Linked DNA regions of Zea mays: region 1 is linked to region 2. Evidence: chromatin contacts called from public Hi-C data. All regions are on one chromosome and are shown on one strand. The core of a region is the stretch at or near the end of the contact, and the rest is flanking DNA. Distances in the headings are between cores, read along the strand shown. Region 1 has its middle 96 kb from the start of LOC109944029. Region 2 holds the start of LOC100192742.

Region 1 (6,571 bases), core at 3,773-6,272, 220 kb before region 2:
GATATGTGCCTCGCCCTTGGCCTTCCTGTAATGCTTCTTCTTTTCCCTCTTGCTCCCTTGTTCCTGGTCACTATCATTGTCGGGACAGTTAGCAATAAAATGACCAAGCTTACCGCATTTGAAGCATGATCGCTTTCCCTTGGTCTTAGTCTTGCTTGGCTGTCCCTTTCGACCTTTTAGCGCCGTCTTGAATCTTTTGATGATGAGGGCCATCTCTTCATCATTAAGACCGGCAGCCTCAATTTGTGCCACCTTGCTGGGTAGCGCCTCCTTGCTCCTTGTTGCCTTGAGAGCAATGGGTTGAGGCTCGTTGATCGGACCATTCAAGGCGTCGTCCACGTACTTTGCCTCCTTGATCATCATTCGCCCACTAACGAATTTCCCAAGAACTTCTTCGGGCGACATCTTGGTGTACCTGGGATTTTCACGTATATTGTTCACCAAATGAGGATCAAGAACGGTAAATGACCTTAGCATTAGGCGGACGACGTCGTGATCCGTCCATCGCGTGCTCCCGTAGCTCCTTATTTTGTTGATAAGGGTCTTGAGCCGGTTGTATGTTTGCGTCGGCTCCTCTCCCCTTATCATCGCGAACCGTCCAAGCTCGCCCTCCACCAACTCCATTTTAGTGAGCATGGTGATGTCGTTCCCCTCGTGAGAGATCTTGAGGGTGTCCCATATCTGCTTGGCGTTGTCCAAGCCGCTCACCTTATTGTATTCTTCCCTGCACAAAGATGCTAATAGAACAGTAGTAGCTTGTGCATTTCTATGGATTTGTTCATTTATAAGCATAGGGCTATCCGAGCTATCAAATTTCATTCCATTCTCTACAATCTCCCATATGCTTGGATGGAGAGAGAATAAGTGACTACGCATTTTGTGACTCCAAAATCCGTAGTCTTCCCCATCGAAGTGTGGAGGTTTGCCAAGAGGAACGGAGAACAAATGCGAATTCGAACTATGTGGAATACGAGAATAATCAAATGAAAAGTTCGAATTGACCGTCTTCCTGTAGTCGTTGTCGTCGTCCTTTTGGGAGGAAGTAGACTCATCGCTGTCGTAGTAGACAATTTCCTTGATGCGTCTTGTCTTCTTCTTCTTCCCATCTTTGCGTTTGTGGCCCGAGCCCGAGTCGTTGGACTTGTCATCCCTTGGCTCGTTGACGAAGGACTCCTTCTCCTTGTCGTTGATCACGATTCCTTTCCCCTTAGGATCCATCTCTTCGGGCGATTAGTCCCTTCTTGAAGAGAACAGCTCTGATACCAATTGAGAGCACCTAGAGGGGGGTGAATAGGTGATCCTGTAAAAGTTTAAACTTATAGCCACAAAGACTTGTTAAGTGTTAGCACAATGAATGCCAAGTGGCTAGAAAGGAGTCTCAACAAAACACAATACCACAAGAGATCAATCACAGAGATGACACAGTGGTTTATCCCGTGGTTCGGCCAAGACCAACGCTTGCCTACTCCACGTTGTGGCGTCCCAACGGACGAGGGTTGCAATCAACCCCTCTCAAGCGGTCCAAAGACCCACTTGAATACCACAGTGTTTTGCTTGCTTTTTCTCAATCCCGTTTGCGAGGAATCTCCACAACTTGGAGCCTCTCGCCCTTACAATTGAAGTTCACAAAGAAACACAGAGCAAGGGGGAATGAGCAACGCACACAAGACTTCAAAAGATCAGAGCAACAACACGCACACAAGTCGCAACAAGAGCTCGCAACACAACTCAAAGAGTTCACAACTCCACAAGAGCTCTATATGCTATCACAATAAAACGAATGCGCGAGATCGATGTCTTGGTGCTTAGGAATGTTGTAGGAATGCTTGATGTTCTCCTCCATGCGCCTAGGGGTCCCTTTTATAGCCCCAAGGCAGCTAGGAGCCGTTGAGAACAAACCAGGAAGGCTGTCCTTGCCTTCTGTCGTCGGGCGCACCGGACAGTCCGGTGCACACCGGACACTGTCCGGTGCCCGATTTCCTTCCTTAAACAGCGCAGTCGACCGTTGCAGATCTGGGAGCCGTTGGCGCACCGGACATGTCCGGTGCACACCGGACAGCGGTGCCCCCTTCCGACCGTTGGCCCGGCCACGTGTCGCGCGCAGATTCCGCGGCCGACCGTTGGCCCGGCCGACCGTTGGCTCACCGGACAGTCCGGTGCACACCGGATAGTCCGGTGAATTTTAGCCGTACGCCGTCGGCAAATTCCCGAGAGCAGCCACTTCGCCCGAGGCAACCTGGCGCACCGGACAGTCCGGTGCCCCAGACCGAAACAGCCTCTTGGCTGTACACAGCCAACTCTTTTCTTCTCTTCTTCTTTCTGTTTCTCATACTTAGACAAGTATATTAGTACACAAAACCAATGTATTAAGGCTTAGAAACATACCTTTACTCTTGATTTGCACTTTGTCCATCCATGAGCATAAATTCACATTTAAGCACTTGTGTTGGCACGCAATCACCAAAATACTTAGAAATGGCCCAAGGGCACATTTCCCTTTCACCATCTCCATATGTTCCTTCATCTCTTCTTCTAACTGGGTGTAACACCCCTGGTGTTACGAGAACTAAAAATTTATCATGTCATCATATGCACTTGCATTAACTTGTTTGATACACCTAGAATGCATTCACTAGGGTAACAAATTCACCCTGAAGGTAGCAATAGGTACCAAGGTTTGAAACAGAGATTTTGGTGGACCTATAGCTTATAAGGTATAGTTGCCAAAAGGACCTTCAACAGTGCACGACGTGTTCCACGTGTCCCAATGGAAGAAATGTCTTCGAGTCCCCAAATATGTTATTAAGATTTTAGATGTTAACCATAAACCAGGTTTAACCTCCTCGGAATATCCCATAAATGTGTTAGATCAAAAGGATCAGGTTACTCGAAGAAAAGTTATTGAGTTTTACTAGATACAGTGGAACTAACACCCGAAAGATAAAGTCACGTAGTAGTCAGAGAAGTGTTTGGAAAAGTATATTCCTGAGTTCCTAGTGTCTTGTAAACCCTAGGATTGTATAAGTTGTCTTTGGTATAAACCAATGAGGGCACTCCCCCTGCCTTGTAGGAGTAACTAGGAAATAAACCGGTGACGCATTTTCTTTTCTATTACTTGACCTAGAATTTTAATCTCGGGACGAGATTCCTTTTTAGGGGGAAGGATGTAACACCCCTGGTGTTACGAGAACTAAAAATTTATCATGTCATCATATGCACTTGCATTAACTTGTTTGATACAAATTTGCAAAAGGGTGAGGTTGTGTCGTTTCGAAGAGAGCAAGAGAAGTTCAGAGACCTTTTTTGAAATCTAGTACAAGCAAACAACTTTTAAACCAATGGAAATTTGGACATGAGCTATATACACCAAAGTTGGGTTTGAGCTTAAGGTTAACCTAGTTTTTAGTAGGATGCAATAAATTGATGCAACACTTGAAGCATATCAAGTTCAATTTCAACTCTAAACTAGCCCAAAATTGGATTTTAAGATATAGCTATGTTTTGCTAAAAGTCCATATACCAAAGTTATGGAGCTTGGAAAAGTGAACAATTTTCATATTTGGATCTCTCCAAGTGGTGTGGGAGAATTTGAAGTAAATTGCAAAAGTTAAGATTTGGGTCGGTTTGGAATCAGCCCAAAACAATTTTGTTTATCTGTTTTTGGATTCCTACAACTTTTAATCCATGAGTATTTTGAAAACAATTGCTATAACAAACCTGTAGAGTAACTATAGGAGAACAATGTTTATGAGATGTGGTAGCCCTAAAACCGTATAAAACTAGGTGTAAAACTGGTCCAAAGTGGGAATATCAGAATCTGAATTTCAGACTGCAATATCTGAAACTGAAGATTTTATATTCTGAAGCAACTTTTAAAGCCTGTTGGTGGCTGATCCATACAACTATGGGTTATGGTTTATGTACCAAAGTGAAAGACCACATGTTGGGGTATATGTTTGGTTAAGGTTCATACCCCTGAAACTATTTGGAACTGGTAAAAACAGTGGTCCAAAAGTGTAGTGTTTAATTCTGGATTTTCAGACTCAGTGAAAAACCAAAGTCTGAATTTGTGCGTTTAATGCTAACTTTGGGCTTTGGTGGTTTGGAATCCATGGGGTTCTAGCTAGGGGTCGTTGTACCAAACTTGTAGAGCAACATGTGGAGCACCAATTTGATTAAGCCACTTGGCATTAGAAGCATTTGGAACCAGGAGAAAAAGGTGACTAAAGAGGGGCTGTCAGAATTCTGATTTTTTCAGATTTGTGAATAGTATCTGAATCTGAAATCTGTATTTTTAGTGCAGTTTTGGGGCTGTGTGCTGCCTGTTCTATGCAGTTTTGGAGAGTTGAAGAGCATATGTCAGTGAACAAATTTCATTGTGTGCGTTAGGCTTGATCTGACCCGGAACATGGAGTAAAAGTTACTCAAAACTAGGCTGTCAGTTTACATGGACTGAACTTTTGTTCAGTTAACAGACAACTAAATTTTATGAGTTTTGCTCAACTTTGGAGCTTTCTTATCACTAATCCATGGAGTTATGGGTTGTAGTATCTATAGCAAAGTTAAAGAACATAGAATGATGAGCAAGTTTGTTGAAGTGTGTTTGGCCTGATGCTGCATGAAAAGTGGAGTAAAATGTGCTTGAACTTTCGATGTCAGGCGTGTGATGTGCAGTTTCAGATTTAGTCAGCTGAAGCCGAGCTGCAGTATTTTCACCTAACTTTGGAGCGCTATAGCTCTTAATTTGTTAGCTTTCGACCTTAGGATGTTGTAGCGAGTTTATAGAGCTATATTTTGTCAACAAGTTCTATTAACGGAGGTCGACTTGCTATAGCATGGGATTGGGAGAAAACCTTGCTTTAAATCGGTCCGTCAAGCAGATGTGCACTGAACCTTGTTTAGATGGCTGAAACTTGCTTTGGTTTTTGGGGAGAAGAAAATATCCCACGTCTCTGTTGTGTCTCACTAGTGCCAGTTTGAGCTACAGTATTGGATAGAGGTCTAGATAGGTGGTAAATGAAAGGGTACAAAAATGGAAGAAGGAAGAAAAATCCTGTTTTTTTCCTCCCACGTTCAGTCCTCCTTATCTACCATACGCTGCAATCTCCTAGCATCTTCTATCCCTGCGTGCACGCGTTAGTCCCTGGTGATCTTCAATGCCACCTCCTACTTCCTAGCCAAAGCACGATCACTCCTTTAGAAACCTCCAGTCCTCACGCTAGCTCTCTGGAAGTCCAAAACGCTCGGCTCTCAATACTCCTTCCTCCGTGTCATCTCCCTCTCCTCCTCCCCAACGCTGGAGCAGCAGCTGCCAAACACCTGGTGAAGTCTGGACATCGATCGAGCCCTTCTCTTGCTATGCGCTTGGTCTCCTCAGTGCTTGCCTTGCCACTCGCACGCCTAGCTCCTTCCATTAGGAAAGTGTTAGAAATATAGGCATTTTCCATATCATTTTAATTCTATAAATTAACATTATGATGATGACATATAAAAGATGATTAATCATAAAAATAATGATGTCAAATATATCTATAACAATATGGAAGATGAGAACATAAAACATATGAATCATATAAATATAATAGTCATATAAACATGGTACATGCATCATTACGGAACAACTGAAAATAAATAGACAACAACATAAACAGTATGACTGTAAAATTTAAACGAACAGATAGGGTATATTACTAGCATGAACATGCATTAAAAATGTCATGATATGATATGACAGAACAGATTAGCTAAATTCATGGCTACATACAAAAAAGTAGAGATGAACGTATGAAACATATATAATCTGGAGAATGTAAAACGGTATAGAGCTGAAATGATCATACCCTCTCATGCGCTCTGAGGATCCTGATCCTTGTCCAACTTCTCTTGTCATGCTGTGATGTTCGGGCAGTCGCGTATACGCTCCCCCAAAAACCTAATTGTCGATTCCCCGTGCAAGGTCTCGAACGACAAGGGCTTCAGAGACACCTGCCCTCTCGCTCCTCTGTGCGCGCAGCGTTACGAGATGGGAATACCCGTACTTGCTGCTGGACTATGATTCTAAAAGAGTCCTTCGCTCGTTCCAAGTGACAGGAGTTCTCCCCTTTTTAACCTTTCGCGGAAGGGAAGCTAAAGGAGAAGGGTTTCGCATGCAGCCTCCCAAGAGACGGGCAACTGAAAGGTTTAACCCGGAGTTGAAACTCCCGCGATTAATGAGTGCTAAAAATTAACACAACCACACCACGCCTCACCCGCTCGTCGCCTGCCTGCCTGCGTGCCACACCACGCCCGAGCCCGGGCCCATGCCCGTGCCCGGCCGGTAGCGACGGCGCGCGCGCGTGGCACGCCCTTGTTCATTTTTTAACTTCTCAAATTAAGTGGAATAATTCCCACCATATAAGTCAAGCCAACGACCCTTGGAATTCCAATATGGTACTATTGGTACTGTCCACTGTTGGGGACTTGTTCTCAAATGCTATGAATTAAGAACAAGGCAACACAAATGTTAATGATTAAAGACCTTCGTCCTTCGAAGCATTATTTCCCTTAGGATATAATGATCTTCAGACGAAGG
Region 2 (6,568 bases), core at 2,920-5,419:
CCGTCAAGACGGACCACTATAGTCTCAAGTACTTGCTCGACCAGCGCCTCGCCACGATTCCGCAGCACCATTGGGTCGTCAAGTTGCTGGGGTTCGACTTCTCCATCGAGTACCGGTCAGGCTCCACGAACACGGTGGCCGACGCACTCTCCCGCCGCGACACTGAGGAGGGCGCCGTGTTGGCCATTTATGCGCCGCGGTTTGACTTCATCGGCTGCCTACGCCACGCCCAGGCTACCGATCCGGCACTGGTGGCCATCCACGACGAGGTGCGCCGAGGCACCCGCACCGCGCCCTGGTCGGTCGTCGACGACATGGTCGCCTGCGAGAGACGCCTATACATTCCCCTCGCCTCTCCACTACTGCAAGAAATTTTGGAGGCCGTCCACGGCGACGGGCATGAGGGTGTCCACCGTACGCTGCACCGGCTCCGCCGTGATTTCCATTTCCCCAACATGCGACGTTTGGTGCAGGAATTTGTGCGGGCGTGCTCCACTTGTCAGCGGTAAGTCCGAGCATCTCCATCCAGCAGGGTTGCTCTTGCCTCTACCCGTGCCCTCGGCGGTCTGGGCCGACATCGCGCTGGACTTTGTGGAGGCGCTACGCCGCTACCCCACGTGAACGGGAAGACGGTGATCCTGTCTGTGGTTGACCGCTTCAGCAAGTACTGCCACTTCATTCCACTCGCGCACACGTACACGGCAGAGACGGTGGCACAGGCATTCTTCACCGACATTGTGCGCCTCCACGGCGTCCCGCAGTCCATCGTCTCCGACCGCGACCCCGTGTTCACCTCGACATTCTGGCAGGAGCTCATGAGGCTTATGGGTACTAAGCTTCACATGACGTCCGCTTTTCATCCCCAGTCGGACGGCCAGACGGAAGCCGCCAACCGAGTCATAGTGATGTAGCTGCGCTGCTTCACTGGAGATCGCCCCCACCAATGGTTGCGCTGGTTGCCGTGGGCTGAGTACACCTACAACACCGCGTACCAGACTTCGCTGCGGGACACACCGTTTCGGGTGGTGTATGGCCGAGAGCCACCTTCCATCCGCTCTTATGAGCCGAGGGAGACGAGGGTGGCAGTCGTCGCCTGGGACATGGAGGCTCGGGAGGCCTTCCTGGAGGAGGTCCGGTACCGCTTAGAGCAGGCCCAGGCAACCCAGAAGCTTTACTACGATCGGCACCACCGTCAAGTCTCCTACCAGTCGGGGGATTGGGCCCTCCTTCGTCTTCGGCAGCGGGCAGCTTCTTCAATGCCCAGGACCACCACGGGCAAGCCCAAGCCTCGCTTTGTGGGGCCCTACCGCGTCGTCGAGCTCATCAACGACGTCGCCGTTCGCCTGGCCTTGCCACCAGGGGCGCGCCTACATGATGTGTTCCACGTGGGTGTCCTCAAGAAGTTTGTAGGCGTTCCACCGGCGTCCCCGCCTGCCTTACCAATCATCCACAACGGCGTCGTAGTCCCTGAGCCGCTGCAGGTTACTCAGGCACGCTTGGCACGAGGCGTGCGTCAAGTTCTCGTCCACTGGAGGGGCGAACCGGCCGAGTCTGCTTCCTGGGAAGACCTCGACGAATTCCGCAGCAAGTACCCAGACTTTCAGCTCGAGGACGAGCTAGGTCTCGAGGGGGGAGAGATGTCATGTGCGGCCGCACATATAGGCGCCGCCGTGACGCGCGCCGCGCTGCAGAGCGCGCTGAACGCGCACAGGAGGAGGCCACAACCAATGGCTAGATTTAGAAATAAATATAAGGCTAGAGAATAAGATTGAGATGAGAGAATTGTGGAGAGTTAGTTGGCAGCAGATAAGTCCAAGAAAATAGGAGTTAGTTGAGAGTTTATAGGAGAAGTTGGTTAGCCATAGGGCTATTTATAAGACACATGACAGCAGGGAATAAGGCAAGCAAGATTATTATTTCCTAATCTCTCTCTCTCTCTCTAAACAAGCCGACGGCTGAGGGGAAAAACCTCACCGGCGACGACGGACCGTGGCTACGAACTCCGTAGTCAGGGGCCAGCTACCCTCGGTCGGGAGGTCCTTGACATCAACCTCCAGAACTTGTCCCCCCAACCTGGAGTTTCTTCCTTTGAGGATTGGTAGCGGCAAAGCAATGAGACTACCTCTGGAATCACAAGATAAGGCCTGAACTATTGCGTCATCTATCATCTTGGGAGCTTGGTCACTATGGAGACATAGGAATAGGTGTGACTTTGATGCCATTAATCCTAGTATCTCTGGTCTGTTAACCCTGACCTTGGAGGAGCTACAGTTGTGGAGTTTGACTGGGGCAAAGGAGAGGTATTTCTCCTTTCTTTGTTTGTGTTGTGTGTTGAGTTTTGTTTTTTTTTTGTACAGGTCACTTAGTACATGTGGTTTTATCTTCTTAATATAACTGATACGCAGCTCTCCTGCGTATTCGAGGGAAAAAGAGACACAAGAAACCAATGAGCTGATAAGCTCTAGAATAAAGAAAGATTGATTTGTATGAATAGATAACTTTAGTCATCAAGGTTATGAGACAGACTGTTTTAGAAACGTGACTCAGTAAAGAACAGGGTTCAGGTCAATTAAAGCTCTTGCAGATCTTACATGAGTGAGAATACTGGCATGTTTGGCATGGCTCTGCTCCACTTCAGAGCAGCTCTGCTCCAAAACTCTGGGTGGAGCAGCTCTGCTCCAGAGTTTAGATTGTTTTCTCATAACTAGTGGCATCTACAAACTCCATATCTAGGTTGATTTTTTAGAAATTTCGGAACAGAAAAGGAGGTACTCCAAAAAATTGTACTACAGCTCTGAAAACTCCATAGAGTTTGCAACTCTGGAGTTATGGTATTTGGCTGGCTCTGACCAGCTCTTCCTTAGAGTTTTGCTCTGGAGCCATGCCCAACACGCCCTAAAGGTTCTCCAAGCATTAATTCCCAAACCAGTACAATCCTTCAAACGCTAAGTAATTTAATAAGAATTCCTAAGTTTACTAAGTGGTGGGTGATACTTTCCATTAGTCCATTGTATCAGTCACAGATAAATTGAAGAAATGATATGTACCACATCCAAAGCAATTTTTTATCAGATGATCCCTACCGATAATTCATAAAGAAAGTACTAGAGACCTAAGCTTGGTGGAAAGTCAGTCAATTAATGGATGGAACTAGGCAGTGTATTTAGCTAGCCATGGCAAGGACAGATAAGCAGTACTCACTTGAGGAACCCATGCCCTCAAAGTACGGTCCCATTTGTAAATGGTGCCATCATCATCAGTAAATTCTGACTCTCCGTCCGGTGGGGTTGCTGGCCGCTCATCATCTTGCTGATCCACATCACTGCCTTTCAAGGCCTTGACCTCTGCCTCAGCTTCCGTAACCTCCTTCTGAAATTTCTCAAAATCACCATCAACATCTGGAGCATCTGTACGGAAGTTCAATGAATGAGAAGAAAACCTTACAGATTTTCCATTACAGGTACAGTACAAGGCAACGACATTTAACCTTGTTCAAATCGATCCTTCGCTGTGACTGCCGAGTGTAAGTCAGGGATGGACGAGAGTGCCATCCAAGCCTTCCTCCCTTCTGCCCAGAGCATTGTGCTCTCATTGAGATAACCGTTTGCAAAATGCTCTGCACCATTTGTTTCATTTAGAATAGAATTTGCGAAAGTATTCAACTTCAAAAGCGTGGAAAGGAAGCCTTCTCGGTGAGATAACCAAGATGACAATTAAACTTCAGAGAAAACCAACTTGATTTTCAGCACAGACTGAACCCTAAGGCCAATCTCAGAGAAAACTCAGAACTTGAAACGCATTAAATTTCTAGGAGAGCGAAGGAAACAGTCACCTCGAAGCTCAGCAAGCGCGTAGGGTCCGACGCTCTCCTGGTTCGGGCCGAGCACGTACCAGCCCACTTCAGTGGCGGCGGCGGCCGCACCGCTGGTCTCCATGGGCACCCAAGCCGAAAGAGAAGGGGGGGGGGGGGAGGAAGCAGGTGGGTACTGGGCGAAGAAAGGGGATGCTAGTTCATGGAAGTGGGCGCCGGTGGCGGGGGAGGAATGCGGAGGCGGGTGGTCGGAGAGGGGCGCGCTGCGGCAGGAGGAGAGGGGTCGACGGGCGGGAGGACGGCGAGTCTCGGCGAAGGGTCCAGACATGGCATGGGTACCAGTTACCCGAAAGTCGGTAGAATTTTACTTAGGTTTAGGTTAATTTCTTTATCCATGAGCTTGTTAATGAGTAAAATAGAAACCCAACAGGTATGTGTGTATGGGTTTGCTCTTCCACTACCCATACCTACAAACACATGGGTTTTTAAAAACCACCTTAAAATCATAATTCATTATAAATATGTCTCATAATATTATTAATTGAATATGTTTTAATTGAAATAAATTTTATATAACAAATTTTAAGCTAAAATTAGTTATCACTTGTTCCTTTTATTCTAGCTTATTAATGTATTGATTGTTATTAACATAATGAATTATTTTTTATGTTGGTGTTAGTGGGTATAGGAAATCCGTTGGTGTCGGAGACCATAATTAGGGGTACCCTCAAGACTCCTAATTCTCAGCTGATAACCCCCATCAGCATAAAGCTGCAAAGGCCTGATGGTGCGACTAAGTCAGGAATCAGTCCATTCGAGCGACTCGATCACGCCTCGCCCGAGCCTAGCCTCGGACAAGGGCGACCGACCCCGGAGGATTTCCGTCTCGCCCAAGGCCCCCCTCCAATGGCGAACATATTTCCGGCTCGCCCGAGGCCCTGCCTTCGCTAAGAAGCAACCCTGACTAAATCGCCACACCGACCGACCAAGTCGCAGGAGCATTTAATGCAAAGGTGGCCTCACACCTTTATCCTGACGCGCGCCCCCCGGCAGAGCCGAAGTGACCGCCGTCACTTCGCCGCTCCACTGACCGGCCTGACAGAAGGACAGCGCCGCCTGCGCCACTCCGACTGCGGTGCCATTTGACAGAGTGAGGCTGACAGGCAGTCAGGCCCCGCCGGAGGCACCATAGGAAGCTCCGCTTCGCCCGACCCAGGGCTCGGACTCGGGCTCAGCCCCGGAAGACGGCGAACTCCGCTCCGCCCGACCCAGGGCTCGGACTCGGGCTAAGTCCCGGAAGACGGCGAACTCCGCTCCGCCCGACCCAGGGCTCGGACTCGGGCTAAGTCCCGGAAGACGGCGAACTCCGCTCCGCCCGACCCAGGGCTCGGACTCGGGCTAAGTCCCGGAAGACGGCGAACTCCGCTCCGCCCGACCCAGGGCTCGAACTCGGGCTAAGTCCCGGAAGACGGCGAACTCCGCTCCGCCCGACCCAGGGCTCGGACTCGGGCTAAGTCCCGGAAGACGGCGAACTCCGCTCCGCCCGACCCAGGGCTCGGACCCGGGCTAAGTCCCGGAAGACGGCGAACTCCGCTCCGCCAGACCCCGGGCTCGGACTCGGGCTAAGTCCCAGAAGACGATGAACTCCGCTTCGCCCGACCCCAGGGCTCGGACTCCGCCCTGGCCTCAGCCGACGACCTCCGCCTCACCCGACCCAGGGGCTCGGACTCGGCCTCGGCCACGGAAGACAGACTCGACCTCGGCTTCGGAGGAGCCTCTGCATCGCCCAACCTAGAGCGCAGGCCAGCCACGTCAACAGGAGGCGCCATCATCACCCTACCCCGGGCTGACTCGGGCCACAGGGAACCAGACCGGCGTCCCATCTGGCTAGCTCCGCCAGATAGGCAATGATGGCGCCCCGCATGCTCTGTGACGACGGTGGCTCTCAGCCCCCTTACGGAAGCAAGAAGGCGTCAGCAAGGACCCAACCGCTCCGACAGCTGTCCCTCCGCCAGGCTCCATCGCTCCTCCGACGGCCACGACATCACACCAGCTGGGTGCCAAAATCTCTCCGGCTGCCACGACGGCATGTACTTAGGGCGCTAGCTCTCCCCCGCTAGACACGTAGCACTCTGCTACACCCCCCATTGTACACCTGGATCCTCTCCTTACGCCTATAAAAGGAAGGACCAGGGCCCTCTTAGAGAGGGTTGGCCGCGCGGGGACGAGGACGAGAACAGGCGCTCGCTTGGGGCCGCTCGCTCCCTCTCCCGCGTGGACGCTTGTAACCCCCTACTGCAAGCGCACCCGACCTGGGCGCGGGACAAACACGAAGGCCGCGGGATTCCCACCTCTCTCACGCCGGTCTCCGGCCGCCTCGCTCTTCCCCCCTTCGCGCTCGCCCTCGCGCTCGACCCATCTGGGCTGGGGCACGCGGCGACATTCACTCGTCGGCCCAGGGACCCCCCGGTCTCGAAACGCCGACAGTTGGCGCGCCAGGTAGGGGCCTGCTGCGTGTTGACGAATAGCTTCCCGTCAAGCTCCAGATGGGCAGTCTCCAGCAACCTCTCCAACCCGGGACGGTGCTCCGTTTCGGGAGTCTTGAGTTCATGTCCCTCGACGGCAGCTACGACATGATACTCCTTCCACCGCCGCGCGACGACGACAATGGCGGCTGGCAGCCCGCCCGCCGGCGGCGGAATCGGCGACGTCTTCCCCGCATGGTGGGAGAGCAACCTTCGAGCTCACCCCGTCCCC

The links. A called contact is a pair of places that touch in the nucleus more often than the background predicts.
Region 1: a Hi-C map of leaf shows a contact between it and region 2, with 5 times the contacts expected there. The contact joins the enhancer-like site here to the promoter of LOC100192742 in region 2. A contact is called at or near these places in 4 of 25 Hi-C or Micro-C datasets (ear, leaf and tassel).

What each region holds. Positions count from the first base shown.
Region 1 is chr2:152,706,047-152,712,617 of Zm-B73-REFERENCE-NAM-5.0, reverse strand. It overlaps the pseudogene LOC111590858. Among protein-coding and RNA genes, the nearest start is that of LOC109944029, 96 kb to the left of the region's middle. Within about 2 kb of position 5,022, at least 1 of the 20 cell types and tissues checked has an H3K27ac peak or open chromatin away from gene starts, as enhancers often do. A contact at or near this core is called in leaf, where this site is marked.
Region 2 is chr2:152,486,104-152,492,671 of Zm-B73-REFERENCE-NAM-5.0, reverse strand. It overlaps LOC100192742, which reads right to left and starts at 4,169. Exons shown (of 13, transcript NM_001358544.2): 1 at 3,833-4,169; 2 at 3,488-3,616; 3 at 3,202-3,407. The coding sequence starts at 3,935.